2 separate regions of the Bombyx mori genome follow, and region 1 is linked to region 2. The links are chromatin contacts, called in public Hi-C maps. All regions are on one chromosome and are shown on one strand. Each heading gives the region's core, a stretch centred on a gene start, on an enhancer-like site or on the middle of the called end of the contact. The rest is flanking DNA. Distances are from core to core; before and after follow the strand shown.

What was found. Hi-C and Micro-C count contacts between places; a contact is called where the count stands out from the background.
Region 1: a Hi-C map of middle silk gland shows a contact between it and region 2, with 1.6 times the contacts expected there. The contact joins two enhancer-like sites. A contact is called at or near these places in 2 of 7 Hi-C or Micro-C datasets (middle silk gland and whole pupa).

The regions. Positions count from the first base shown.
Region 1 is chr5:10,818,296-10,825,745 of ASM3026992v2, reverse strand. The region is part of intron 2 of LOC101741638 (semaphorin-1A); the gene reads left to right. Among protein-coding and RNA genes, the nearest start is that of LOC101741401, 29 kb to the right of the region's middle. Within about 2 kb of position 4,560, at least 3 of the 8 cell types and tissues checked have open chromatin away from gene starts, as enhancers often do.
Region 2 is chr5:10,779,429-10,786,769 of ASM3026992v2, reverse strand. All of the region lies in intron 2 of LOC101741638 (semaphorin-1A), which reads left to right. It overlaps LOC101741497, which reads right to left. Exons shown (of 4, transcript XR_009973220.1): 4 at 3,855-3,990. Among protein-coding and RNA genes, the nearest start is that of LOC101741401, 10 kb to the left of the region's middle. Within about 2 kb of position 2,344, at least 4 of the 8 cell types and tissues checked have open chromatin away from gene starts, as enhancers often do.

The DNA of each region.
Region 1 (7,450 bases), core at 3,311-5,810, 37 kb before region 2:
ACAGCCACTCAACTTTCTCCGTTGTGCTTAGAACGGTTTTGTATGCGATAATTCACGTCAAACATTGTTAATGTATTTTTTTAAAACATAAACATTTATTTCAAGTCAACGCTTAGTCTAAGTTTACATGAAATTTCAATTAGATGACCTTCTTCGTTACATGAAAAAACCAACCTTGAATATCGTCAACCGTTAAAAATCATGAAACGTAGACTTAGCTATGAAATGAATACTTTTTAGAATCGTAAAAAGCAAACATTATTGCTTGTACCAATAGATTTTAAAAAACATGGTTTTGAGCCTTAAATCTAACGGAGAGACGTTAATGCGTGGCTGTGCCGGTGCCATTACTAGTATTGATAGACGAGTACATACTTTTAGTATCAGGTGGGCCCTAAGCTTGTCCACTGTCACTGGCAAAAAGTAACAGTTTGTTGCGCTACTAATTCAAAAGTACATATGGGTTGCCCGAGCTCCCTCGAGTAACTTTTATCACTTAGTCATCATCAGCCTGTATGATTATCGCACTACCTAACCCATTCTTACATCCTGAGAGTTTGTGGTAGGTAGCCCGTAGGATTAGTACCGGTTATTTTTCAGCTGTGCAATCAATACCCATTTGGAGGAAAGGATAGCTGCTATTCAGTCTCAAGAGGAGCAATAGGATTTACCTTGGTCTTTATGGACTTTAGTAGCCGCTTCACTATAAAATGGCGCTTGCAAACGTATGTAAGTGAGCACGTCAGTCTATTTATGCTTGTAAAAACCACTGAAGTATGAACCTTCTATGGTAAAAACATAAACCTTCAAGTCATGTTGTTGTTGAAATCTATATACTAGATACGAATATACTAGTATATACTAGAAAGTATTTGATTGATGTATTGAAGATTATGGATCGGTTTTATGTCCTTTTTTGTTTTATATGAATTGAATTGATTGATACCCTATTGACCTAACAAATAAAATAGATAATTTGCTTAGTATCAAATAAAGTTTGATTCAAAAACAGAGGCACGTAAGTCAACAACTAATGGCAAAAACTTTCCAAACAACCGTTGCCATTTGTACGGGTTAAACTTACAAAAATGCTCAGACATACACGAAACCACAATTTGCAACAAAAAGGAGTTCACGCGCGTGACATACGTGTAGAATGCAAATAACACATACAGCAAGAACAAACTAAGAAGCGGTAGCGCCGCGCCGGCAATGTCTTTAGCGATAAATCGTCAGCGAACAACTCATACTTTGAAAACGATAACTAAAATAATAGGTACTTATACCATTTATGTTGAAAAATATTGGTAAACACACACAATTTATTCAGCTGTTCATTGTTATAAACATAAATACAAGAAATAAAATGTATTACAATTTTTTCTTCAAGAGCTATTTATTCATACTAGAGGTCCCGCAGTAGTCGAAATTCGACTATAATTAATTGGAATTGTAAGTTTGTACACTATTATGATTGTATTTTATACTTCTATAATCACAAATTTCGCCAAGACTACACTATAAAAAATATTAACAAAGACAAACAATATTTAATCTATTCTCAATTTGACAACAGACGTCAAGAACAAAAGTTTGACAATAAATAGTAGGTATGCATGCGTGTGTGCGTCAAATACATGGTATGTAGTGTGTGTAATGTTTTCTTTATTGATTTAATGTATCTTTTATGCATTATTTAAAAAAAAATTAGCATTGTGCACTTCTTCTCTATATTCTCTATAAGTGTGGAAAGTTTCATACTCCTCCGTCCGCGCAATTTTCGTAAAAAGGGATACAAAGTTTTTGCTTCACGTATTAATATATAGATAGAATTATTGTGGTAAATTTTAAAGTAACTGTTTAACTTAAAAATCTCCAATACTGTATAAATGTGGTATTTTTATCACATCGTCCTTTTATGTCCTATTCTAATTTTAAAAGGTCTTCTGACTTACCGTTCATCATTAAATTTTAGAATCCTAACAGCTAAATGAGATTGTTATCCCTTGAAACTAGACTTAAATGCTATTTAAGCTACAACTACGTACTATAAACCGTCTGAAACTAAAGTGGTGAAAGTACGTTAACCTCCATTGAAATTTGAATAATATAAATGAATTCTAAAAGAACATACTAAGAAGAAAACGTTCTAGTATTTTTACACGATTAAAGTTTCTGAAGTTTGGCTTAAAAATATTGTTAATAAAGTGGCTCTTTCACAATACAAGCAGTGCGATTATGGAATTCTCTCCCTCAACCTATTCGTGCTAGTCCCTCTCTAGAAGTTTTTAAGAGTCAAATGAAGATACATTTCCTGTCACTTTAATTGTATTTAAGTTATTGTTTTATGTATGTTTATTTATATGTACTTTTCATTTTATATTAGTTTTTTTTTAAAGTTTAGTTTAAAATTCATGCTTTAATTAGCTTTTATATTGTACACTATTCCCCTGTTATACATCGTATTTCTCTCTGCTAATGGTTTGCTGGAAGAAAACTCATGAATGAGTTAAGCTCGCCTTTGTACCTACATAGTATTTGGACATTCTTTAAATCTGTTTTATTGTATTTTCTTTTTGTGTACAATAAGTATAAATAAATAAAATAACGTACTCATTGCTGTTTCAAAGCAGAAAAGTAATGCAGAAGCAGTCTACGTCGGCCGTTCGTCTGATTGGCTTTATTTGCGTCTCGGCGCCTTGTCTATAAAAAGAACCCGCAGCACACACGCCACGACGTTCGTCTGCCATTTCGTCTCCCTGAACTTATTTCATGTCTCATCTAACTGGTTCACGGCTTAAATAAAATACAAAAGAGTGTCTGTGAATCTGTGATTCAGTCAAGCGGTTTACCCTTTTACTTTTGACTCACCCTTGCACTTAATAATAAGTCGATACGATGACTAAGTATATATGTGTAATTAGATTTTACTAACGAAAGTACTAACTTTGTTGCCTGAAATACGTACTTAACAAATGTTCACGATTGACTTCCACGGTGAAGGAAAAACATCGTGTAATAAAAATGAAACCCACAAAATTATAATTTGCGTAATTACTGGTGGTAAGAGCTCTTGTGAGTCCGCGCGGGTAGGTACCACCACCCCGCCTATTTCTGCTGTGAAGCAGTAATGCGTTTCGGTTTGAAAGGTGGAGCAGCCGTTGTAACTATACTGAGACATTAGAACTTATATCTCAAGGTGAATGGCGCATTTACGTTGTAGATGTCTATGAGCTCCAGTGACCACTTAACACCAGGTGGGTTGTGAGCTCACCCACCCATCTATGCAATAAAAAAAGCTTTATTAAATATTCGGTTAAGAGCCGCTCAAGTCTAGCGTAATATTTGTATTTGTTAACACATATCCCTGTTGGTGGGATGTGTGTAATATTTGGCATCGTGCGTCGAAAGCTGAGTGCCAAGCCGCAAGGTGGTGTGCGCCGTGTGTAACATTATCCTGATGGAAGTGCGGTCACAGCTGGCTCTCGGCCTCACCGCCGCCGCCGCGCCGCTAGGAGCCGGCTTGTTGCAACGCCCGCAATATTATATTAAACATCGCAAGCACAACGTATAGGACGTAGGTACAAATTTTTCGGTCATATTGCAACGTCAATTCAGTAAACAAAATTTAAAAAAAAGTCGGTTGTCTGTAAAGTCGGTTTACTGACGATAGTTGAACGTGACAACGTTATAAGAAAATGGAATCAACCAATGGAATGGTTTCGTTTTTAAGTTATCGCAATTATCGTTGCTTTAAACAATTGACACCACATTCACTTTTCACTGAACTTCATACTTGATATGACGAAAACATGTAAATGTATTATTGTATAGCAGCTGTCCACGCGGATGCATCGCTCACTCAAGTAGGAGAGAGACAGATGTCGAACGCTGCCGAACGCTGAGGCCGATTGTGCCTCTTTGTCGCTCATTGCGCGCTCTGCACTTCAAGCCTTAACTGGAACGCCTCAGAGCGAGGTAACGCCACATGAGTCATGTTTTTTCATGCGTGCAGCCGGCTCCATCGAATTATAAGACGTTGTCACGTCAAAAGGACTAACTTCCTTTAAATTAAAATACAATTTGTTTGTTCATTGTCCTAATCCTCCAACTGCGTTTACATTCTACAATAGTTCCAAGCAACAATTAAGAATTACTACTACTTGTTATTTCTTCATTATTGAAAATTTTATATTTTTAAATGTAGAACAATAAAATAGATTTATTAACGTACATTTTGATCACACATAAAATAACACTAACATATATAATAGGAATACAAGCTGAGTTATCAAAAAAGTAATAATATTCTTCCATCTTCATCCAAGGAATAAGGAATTATAATACATAAACTGAGTAACATCTTTACCTACTTTGAGTAAGCGAAACGATTGAACATGACAAAAATCTTCATCGAAATTCTTATAGTGACCAATAACTTTCTGCAATTAAGCCCTTTATTATAACTTTAAAGTGGGAGGGTGGACAAGACAGTGCGTGTCCTGACGGCGCCGAATAGACGGCTATGGTGACTCACTGGGCTCTCCACACTGGTACGAACCCTCCAATCGTTAGCAGCAAATATACCCCATTATTGTGTACTAAAATAGGAACGCGAGCACGTCACCCGTCGTCAAAAGTGTTTAAGCAAAAAATTAATTCCCCATTTATAAACAATCTTGGTATTCCTGCAGTTTTAAGCATAGGTATTTAATTACTAGAACGACAACGCTTATCTATCATGATGGATTATTCTGTTTTATTGGCTTCTAAAACATCATATCCTAGGCCATAAGGTTTAAATATAATATTATATTGAACACAGCCTAATCGCTATATGTATTATTTCTAACGTATCGAATACTACGTGGCCACAGAAAACTCCGTGTTAGGTAGTTAGGAAATCAAATCAAGTTTTTGAGCTTTATTACAGTAGATGAGCAAATGAGAGTTTGCTTAATATGGGACGTGAGGTAATAATTTTTTTCGAATTCAAAGTAACGATTTCAATCTTCATCGTATGTAATAATAATGAAGCATATTATACGGATGATGAATATGTAACAGTGTGTTGGGGCCAGTCGCGTGACATGCACCCTCGCGCGTCCTCCCTCGCACGCAACCAAATTAGTTAGTCCCCGCTTATGAAAATGTCAGTATCTGCCCGTAGCCGTATTTAAATATTTAAACGTTCATTTAAATATATAACATTCGGTCACAGCATATAAAAACAGCTCTTAAAAAAATAACGAGCAAGAATTACTTTGCGAAATATTATTCGAGTAGCTTTTAGGTACTGCAAAATTATAATTTGCGTAATTACTGGTGGTAGGACCACTTGTGAGTCCGCGCGGGTAGGTACCACCGCCCTGCCTATTTCTGCCGTGAAACAGTAATGCGTTTCGGTTTGAAGGGTAGGGGAAGCCGTTGTTACTATACTGAGACTTTAGAACTTATATCTCAAGGTGGGTGGCGCGTCTACGTTGTAGATGTCCATGGGCTCCAGTAACCACTTAACACCAGGTGGGCTGTGAGCTCGTCCACACATCTAGGCAATAAATAAATAAAAACCTACCTACTTATGTCTTTTTTTCACAAGCGGTTTCGTAACTTACGTAAAAACGATTTCCCTGTCCGTGATATTTCCTTGGAGATGCAAAGCAATTTTCTGCTAGAGATAACCTCTATAAGCGAATTTGCTTACATGCGATGTTTATTTGGAGAAAAGAGCGCCAAATTCTGAAATTGACGGTTTTCGAAGACTCCATATAGGTACCTACTCGCGACACACATCACTCGCACATTATAGTAAAAAAAATTGGTTTTCTTATATTCATTACCGTACAATACTTACACGTATTATTATACATATAATTACAATTAACAAAGATATTTCAAGATAATGCATATGAATACATAAATTCAATAACAAGATTATAATTCATATGAATACATAAAAAGGTATATTTCTGCCGCGAAGCCGTCATGCGTTCCGGCTGTACATAATACATTAAGACCTCGACCTCAAATTTTCAAGATGGATACCCACAACCACCACAGGGACCACTTAAGATCAGGTGGGCTATAAACTCGTTCACTCAACTGAACAATAAAAAAATACGTTACAACATGCGACATAGTTCATTCAAAAACTCTTAAAATGTAAACTTGAAGACGATTTCGAATAAGCTGTCAAAATACATTGAACATATGTTATTTTAAACCGACTTTAAGCGACGTTCAATTAGAATAGTAGGTGTTTTCAAACCAATTCATTGACAAGCAGTCTTCAAGCGACATAGATAAGAAATTAAGGCGAATCAAATCATCTGGTTAATTCGTATCCAAAAACTGCTAAGCTTGTCCAATTAATTTGTTAAGATCAACAAATAGACGTAGAGGCGCTTGGTTATCTCAATGAAGTCTGACCAATTACTGTCAAACTTCCGTTACTATTGAACTTGTCATTTTATTTCATTGCCATCAGTAGAAAATTAAGCTTATGTTGAAATACTATAAAGAAAGCTATCAATTGTTCTTGCACTTCTTGTTTTTTTTTTATTGCCCTTGTAGGCCCTTGATGGTGAGTGGTTACCGTCGCCCATGGACTAAGCCACTGTCTACTGCTTGTGTTCTCTGTGTCTTGTTTGTGTTCATAGCTATATATATTCGCTTTTTTGATTACGATAGTAATAGATATTTTGAATTATCTTTTCTTTTGTGACATTATGGTCACTTATGTTACTAATTGCCGCAAAGTAAATTCAGTGAGTGGAATTTTTGTTCAGCTAATAACGGAATAAAATGGAAAAAAAATCCAATTCTTTCCTTTCTTTAAAAAAAACCACATCACAAACTTTACTAATAGCCACCATTTATTGATAATTTTTCTTTAAAGTAACGACACTTCTGTAACGAACTATACTTAATAGAATCGAGATACGATTATAGAATCGATCCGGTGGTATACGATTCACAACACAAAATCGTGCATCCCTAAATTGCATACATCCATTGTCCGTAAACTTCACTCATTGTTCCAAACTAGGAGTTGAAACGATAATTTTAAATTGGATGGAGAAAGTCGCAACACTTTCTAATTCAATTGGTTCCCATTGATCCAGTATTTTCTAAACAAGTCTGTGATAAACTAGAATGTAAACATGTACTGTTTTACTGAACTGATTTTTGAACGTTTACAAATACTCAACAAGCTGACGTTGTGGTTTTAATTTAAAACGGATCTAGAAAATACAATTTAAAATAAACTCGATTGTGATTAACCATCATCATCATCTCAGCCTATGTCCATTGCTGTACATAGGCCTCACAAATTGAACTCCAGTGCGGCTAGTCCGTTGCCACCTGCATCCAATGTGACCCAGCGAAATCAGCTTTATTTCGAAACATCACAATCCAACAAATGGTAGGGCTCTCTGTCAGGGATAAG
Region 2 (7,341 bases), core at 1,095-3,594:
TAAGCTATCTGCTTTGTTTCTGGCGTTCGTGAGACTAAAAATTTGAATAAGAAAACTTGTCTAAGATTCTCACACTCGGTATGTACTTTAGATTAATTAATCACATTTTTTTTGTAATCCATCCTTCTTAACAATGACCTCACGCTGTAGTTCCGAGTGAAACGGAAGTGAAACTGCAAAGCAACATAATAATTAAAGCCAAATAAAACTAGAGAGAGAGCTTTTAATTCATTCAATTAATATATGTAGTCGCATAGTGAATGTTAACATTTTACCAAATTATGCTAAAATTTGATAGAAGTAGGTACCGTACCGAAATTATGTAGATGCACTCTTGCTGCCTAGCTTATGGTGAATAATAACAAGAAGCCCCATGATAAAGACAAAAGTAAAAGATCACAGTTTCAACATGATATCTTTAATATTTGACAGATTCGTATTTTTTTGGCTCATTCCATTTTAATTACCCAAAAAAATATATGATAAATGTTTTATTTGTGTTCAGATAGTGCTATCATGTTGAATAAGTGTACGATACGGACGGTTTCTACATATATAAATGATAAAAGTAGATTTTAATTTGTTTTATGACCCAATTTGAGTTTTACTTCTTTTTATATTCTAACATTCCTGTGTTGTGTCCCAGTCTCTTATGGGAAGGAACGATTACTGATGCTTCAAAGCCCTTTCCAGTTTCACTAGGACACGAGGGCGAGCACGGGCTCAACCAGAAGGATTTGCATACTATAAATTCGATTATGCATACAAATTTCATGATCTCAGGAATCGTTTAAGTAGATCCTGTCATATTCATTGTACTTGACTATTGCTCATTTAGCATTGCCTTCGGTTTTTATGAGTCGTAAAGATAATTAAAACTATTTTTATTTTTAATTACGACTGACCGTCCGTGACCAAGAAAAAAGTAAAATATTCAAAATTTTCTACGATTATATATATGTATACTATAATATTATTGAATATTAATAAAAAACACGAGATTAAACCGTAAAAGTGATTTTTATATTGTTACTTTGTTTTAAATTAGTATAGAGAAATTCATGAGACATTTCCGAGCAAATAAGAGCATAGAATATCATGAATCGCTAAACTATGTAGACTATAATTAGTTTTTAATTCGTCTAAATCGTACTCTCTTGTACGTTAAAGCCATCTGTTTATTAGCAATGTCGGTTTATACGTAGGGATTACATACGCTCTCTTATCTCTTCACATTTTTAATTGACAAGTTCGTCGGAGAAACTTTAAGAGTCAGATGTTGGAGGTCAATGCGATTTAATTGTCACGATAAGAGGGCGGCGTTTCGCGTGGGAGTCGAGCAGGCGAGCGTGACGTCACACCAAGTAATTACACCGTCTTCCTACTTCCAAAGCCACAAGCATCAAAATCCAGCAAATAACACCTATTACACTATACACTAACCTATTGGTTAGTAGTAGTAAGGTGTTATTGTATAGGTGTTATTGGTTGTAATAACAATTTGTTGTTATTACAACCAATAACACCTATACAATAACACCTTCAATAACACCTATACACTTAAACACCTCGTTTTTAAAAGAACATCATATTATAGGAAATTGTAGTGCTATGAATCTTGAAGAAATGAATAGTTTCCTACAACGATAACGATAGGAAAACGCTAAGTTAGGTCTTTAGAAACAGAAATAAATATTGAGGAAAAGAAAACATTAATAAGCATTTTGATGGGATGGCAGGGAATCGAAAGAATAAAACAAAATATGACTATGTAATTCTGCGGCGTTTATGAAAAAGTCTCAAATTTCAAGTTTTGCTATTATTAAATAAACTATACCTGCTTACATTTAAATTTTAAATATTATTATTATTATTGTTTTTGGTACAATCCATAACCCAATTATTTATTTAAAGAATATATATGCTATAAAGATAAAGTAAGATACCTTAAGTATTTTTAAAATTGTCATTTTTTGTTCTCTAGTTCTTCAGAGGAGCCCTTGAAAGGAATGTCAGAGAAATAAATAGTACCACAGTAATTGGTCTTTCCAATTCCTATTAATCGTATATGTAAAGTCATAGGCCATCTTTTTTGTTTTCTCGTTTTAATTAATAATTTATTTAATTTAATAAGCAATTTGTATTTGTAGTAACAAATTAGTATTAATTATGAACGCAAAAAGCTATCTTGATTGGATATTTACAAATGAAAAACATAAACATGTTTACTGATTACATCATGGTTGAAACAGACATTGTACCGAGATAATATGTACTTTAATACTGAGGGCGCCCAGAGTAGTTCGGTCGTGGACACAGGTCACCGAGGATACACAATGAGTGACTTCCTGTCAGAGAACAAGGACATGGCGGCCGACACGCCGGTTCTCTCCTAACTTTACCTTATACATTGTCCTGCCCTACAAGCCTCTATCTATTTTCAGTTTCTCAAGGTCTATGTTGACATTCTGGTTCATAGCCTTGACTTTTACTTCGATACAAAAGTGAATGCGATAATTTTTCTTGTAACAGCATATTTGTTGGTTTTGGTTTTATTTTAAATAACGACTTTAGGGTAGCTGACTAGTGAACTGCGTTACAGTGATCTTTAACGGAGTAGTAATTAGTACATTGCAGGAAATTGTGAACAATCGAGAACACACTGCACGCCATATTTCTTTTAGAAAAACCTATAAACATATTTATTTATTGCATATTTCTGTATGTGCCTATCTCAAACCTAAGAACGTTTGCAATAGAAGAGTGCTCATAGCTCAATAATGGTTTAAGCCTAGTAAATGTTAAATCTCATGTAGATAAGCTTATTAAAAATATGAATATCAGTCAATAAAATATTCATATAAACAGTATAAGTACCAAAGCAGTCGATATCCCGGTACGCGTGATCTCAGGTCTCGTAAACAAGCGTAGCGCTATGAAACTGAACTCAAGATCTGATTCAATTACATGTATAATTAAATCTTACGGTTGGGAAACGACGTGTGCCGGGAGCATTTCTCAGTTGCACGGGATGAAAGAGCATAGTCCAGGTGAAACTGCGGCCGGTTGGTGACCGCCGTTGACCTCGTACCAATTACGCGCCCATTAGCGCACCGAGCACAATACCTCGCTATTTAACTGATGTCCAGCTATCCGTACCCGCCGCCGCCTCTATTTGAATTAGACGTACCGGCAAGACTATCAAAAATGTATTAGCTACATATTATCTAGATTATGATATGTGAGGATCATTCATTTTTTTATTATTATGAACACTAAGAAAAAGTTTGTGAGAATACCATGAATGCGGAATAAATCTGAAGTATTTGTGATACTACTTTGACTTTTGATCATGTTTTACATACATAAACATAATAAATCTTCTTTAGGAAATAAAGCGATTGTTCTGCTATTAAAACTAAAACTCAAAGTAAATACATACAAATGTTACATGTAAAAATCGGAGTCAGATTTTTTTTTTTTTTTATTGCCCTTGTAGGCAGACGAGCATACGGCCCACCTGATGGTGAGTGGTTACCGTTGCCCATGGACTTCAGCAATGCCAGGGGCAGAGCCAAGCCGCTGCCTACCGTCTACCGCTCTCATACGAAACAAGCCATTTGGTATTACTGCATTTTTATTTATAATAACCGCACTTTTATTCAAAACTTATCTTGTTGCCCATCCATATTATGTACAGTGAAGAATATGGGTTTTTCTTTACATGTGGACTTGAATACTTATACCTTATACCTTAAGATTCAAATAGAACAGACCTGTGGAATTATTTAAGACTCAATTTTCTTATAAATCGCGTACTTCCAAATATAGATATAGAAAACAAAAGGCTTAGATAATTAATGTAATAATTTAATACAAACAACAGATTCGTAGAAAGGGTATTTCACTTCAAAACTTCCAAGGATTGTTTATCGCTCGACCATTGAAATATATTTACAACGAAGAATAGATTCGTTGCTAGGTACATGTCTGCAACAAATACCAAAAGTGTGATTGTAATAACCATAACTGGAATGATAAAAATAAACCTGCATTCTTCAGTTACGATTCTTGAACCATTCATTCAAAGGTATGTTCGTAATCTTCCGTGAAAGATATAAAATGCCATCATGATTCCTTTCGTAAGAGTCATTACCATGCCGCTCTAATTCTTTGGTCACGCAAGCGATGTTATAGCTATTGTCAAAAGTATTAATATGTGCGGCGTGTTCCATCAAAAGTCTGTACTTTAAGAAATCTTGTTGATATCAAAAAATTTTTGACATACAACTTTTAACATAAGAATAACGTTCTATTTGATCACATGGCTGGATGGTCTAGTATTTAGTGAACCTGGCTACCGTACCAGGGATATCGGGTTCGAACTCCAATCGAAGTCACTATATTTTTATAGATATTTCATATTCGAATTCTGTTTATAGGCACTTGTCCTCGTTTAATAGGGTATCCGGCAGGGTGATGAGAGAGATGCGCTCTCCGTGAATATTTTGTGTGAATACCAATAACTCAATTAACCATTTCCACAATATTGTATTTATTACGAAATTTATCAATTTAGACTTTTTTTAATTTAATTGAATTTTCCTTTCTCTAACTTTAAAATAAAAGAACATAGTAAATCAGTCTTAAGGAGGAATATCAGAGGTCAGCGGATTAAGGATTTTTCACACTTAATATCTAATTTACACAATACATTAGTATAAGGGAGTGTATTTTTGCAAGGCTATTTATATTGTGGAACGACGCCGGCACAAGAACCTCTTTACTAGGTGTTTTGTACAATAGCTTGAGATAACGACGTCGTTTTTTGCCAAAATATATTGTCCCGGCTTTGTGGCACACTCCGCACTCGGGTTGCTGATATGCAAATAGGCTCCAACGAGATCGTAAACCGACTCTTATCAGATAACGTAATTCGGCGCTAAGTTATATCAGCCAAGTCAAATAATTCCAAGATATTAACTTATCAAGTACACTGTCTAATTTTATTTCGTGAGATTTGCAATGCATAAAATATAAGTTACATACAAAGTTAAATTTAGATTGCTTAGGGAGCATTTTATCATACGATGAATAGGCCTGCTTGTGACAAATGTTCGCGATAACCCACCGCGGCGTACCCGTTTCCACTACCTGCTCTTCCTATCAGTAATCTTATACTTCTAACTTATCTCTCGTAATACGTTATTTAGGAGAAAGTTCAGTATTATATGGACACATTAATAGTATGTCTTACTGGTGGTAGGACCTCTTGTGAGTCCGCGCGGATAGGTACCACCGCCCTGCCTATTTCTGCCGTGAAGCAGTAATGCGTTTCGGTTTGAAGGGTGGGGCAGCCGTTGTAACTATACTGAGACCTTAGAACTTATATCTCAAGGTGGGTGGCGCATTTACGTTATGGATGTCTATGGGCTCCAGTAACCACTTAACACCAGGTGGGCTGTGAGCTCGTCTACCCATCTAAGCAATAAAAAATAAATAAATAAAAAATACGTCAGTGAAATCTTATAATTTTGTATCACGCCAAAAAATTATTATAATGTTTTTAAAATTTAGTTTTGCTTTTTACAATTGGTGAAACGGTAGCTTTGTGACCGTAACAACGTTCTCGCAGGTAAGGTCCCAGACAACATCTGGCACGAACCGAAAAATAATCCTACAACAGGTACAAAATGATTTTAGACTCACACCAAAATAAGTGGAAAACCTTTATAAATATTAAAAGTACAAAATTTTTTTACACTAAAGTAATACCTATGATTTCAATATTCAATTTTATTATAATTTGAACTAAAGCAATATCTCTACATACTATTATTTTCCTAGAAATTCAATCTCGGCAAATGAATCGATTTTAAGTATGTACATAAAATAATTAGGTTTTTTCCGACCATAATTTCATTACAATACCTTAGACGTGGGCTGTTTAGAGCATCGAAGAATAAGAAGAGTCCAAAAAAATTATGACATGAACTGGCGGGTCATAAACAATCGGACGTCAAGGAATAAAAATCCGCGGCTATTTTCATACATTTTTTTATATGTTTTATTAAATAGAACTTTATGTCCATAGTTTTTAAGTTTAAAATTATTTTTATTGCGGCACGATTTATACTTTCTGCAGACCGCACAAATATTGAAACGCAGGTCACATGCGACCCGTGGGCCTTTATTCGGACAACGCAGATTTAGAAAAAGTTATACATGTTTAGACTTTTTCGGTCATTTTATTGAAACCTGTGAATCAACTCTAGGTGCTTGCTTATTTTTGTAATTGTAGGTAAATTATACATTTGCATGTTAACACATTTCTAAGAGTAATTTATACACTTAATATGTTCGTTTTTATTTAAAGTACGGATTTATCAGGTAGCTAAAAAATATTTTTTATTATTACAAATAAACTATTAGGTAACCACTAAAATATAAATAATGCAATACTGAAATTTTGGAATAATTTAAAACACACTTCACTAAAAAGTTTTTTTTATTCGTTCTGGTTCTTACCTGGCCCTCGATGAGGGCAAAATGGGGAACTATTATAAAGAAAATAAACCGAGACTGCCACATGTGCCGGCTGGCACTTTTTGCTGCTGCTAAGATTTTATTAATCATTTTATAATTAATATTAGACGATAACACAGGTGAAGTTTTATAGCGATTATTGTACGTTAAGTCGACGGTGCATATTGCTGCTACACAGATCCTATGAAGTTGACCGTTAGCTTGTCTGCCGGTTGCCATAGTAAAATATTTCTGGAGAAATTTAATGCTTATTACATTTTTTTTTGTTAATCAAAGAAATAATGCAACTACAGAGCATGTAATCGTTTAATCGTCATTAACATTTAATCACTCAATAACCACAATTATTCTTTACACTGAAGCAATAAAATACCAGACATGCGGCCACAAATATTGACTACACTATAATATAAGGGCTTACTTAAGCTTTCAAAGCCACTATAATACAAAAGTTTTTATTCTGTGGTTCGTATATTCAACATCAACAGAAAACAAAAAAAAGTATTAGGTACCTATACGAACTGGTAACGCTGTAGCGAGACGAAAACGTGGCATCGGCGCACACGCATGTTGAGGTAGAGAGGTAGAGCCTGTCGGGCAAGTTCGGAGTGGAGAGATAGAGGGGCGCCGCGCCAGTATTCCTGCCGAGTGTGTCGAGGCTACACGCGACTGTGCGCGATTGTGCTTTACGACTGCCACTGCCTCGCCAACGCCACTGTAAACAGAAACACCGCGACGCGACTCTAACAAACTCCTATTTAGCAACCGGTTGGAACCTTTGTGATCTGTAAAGAG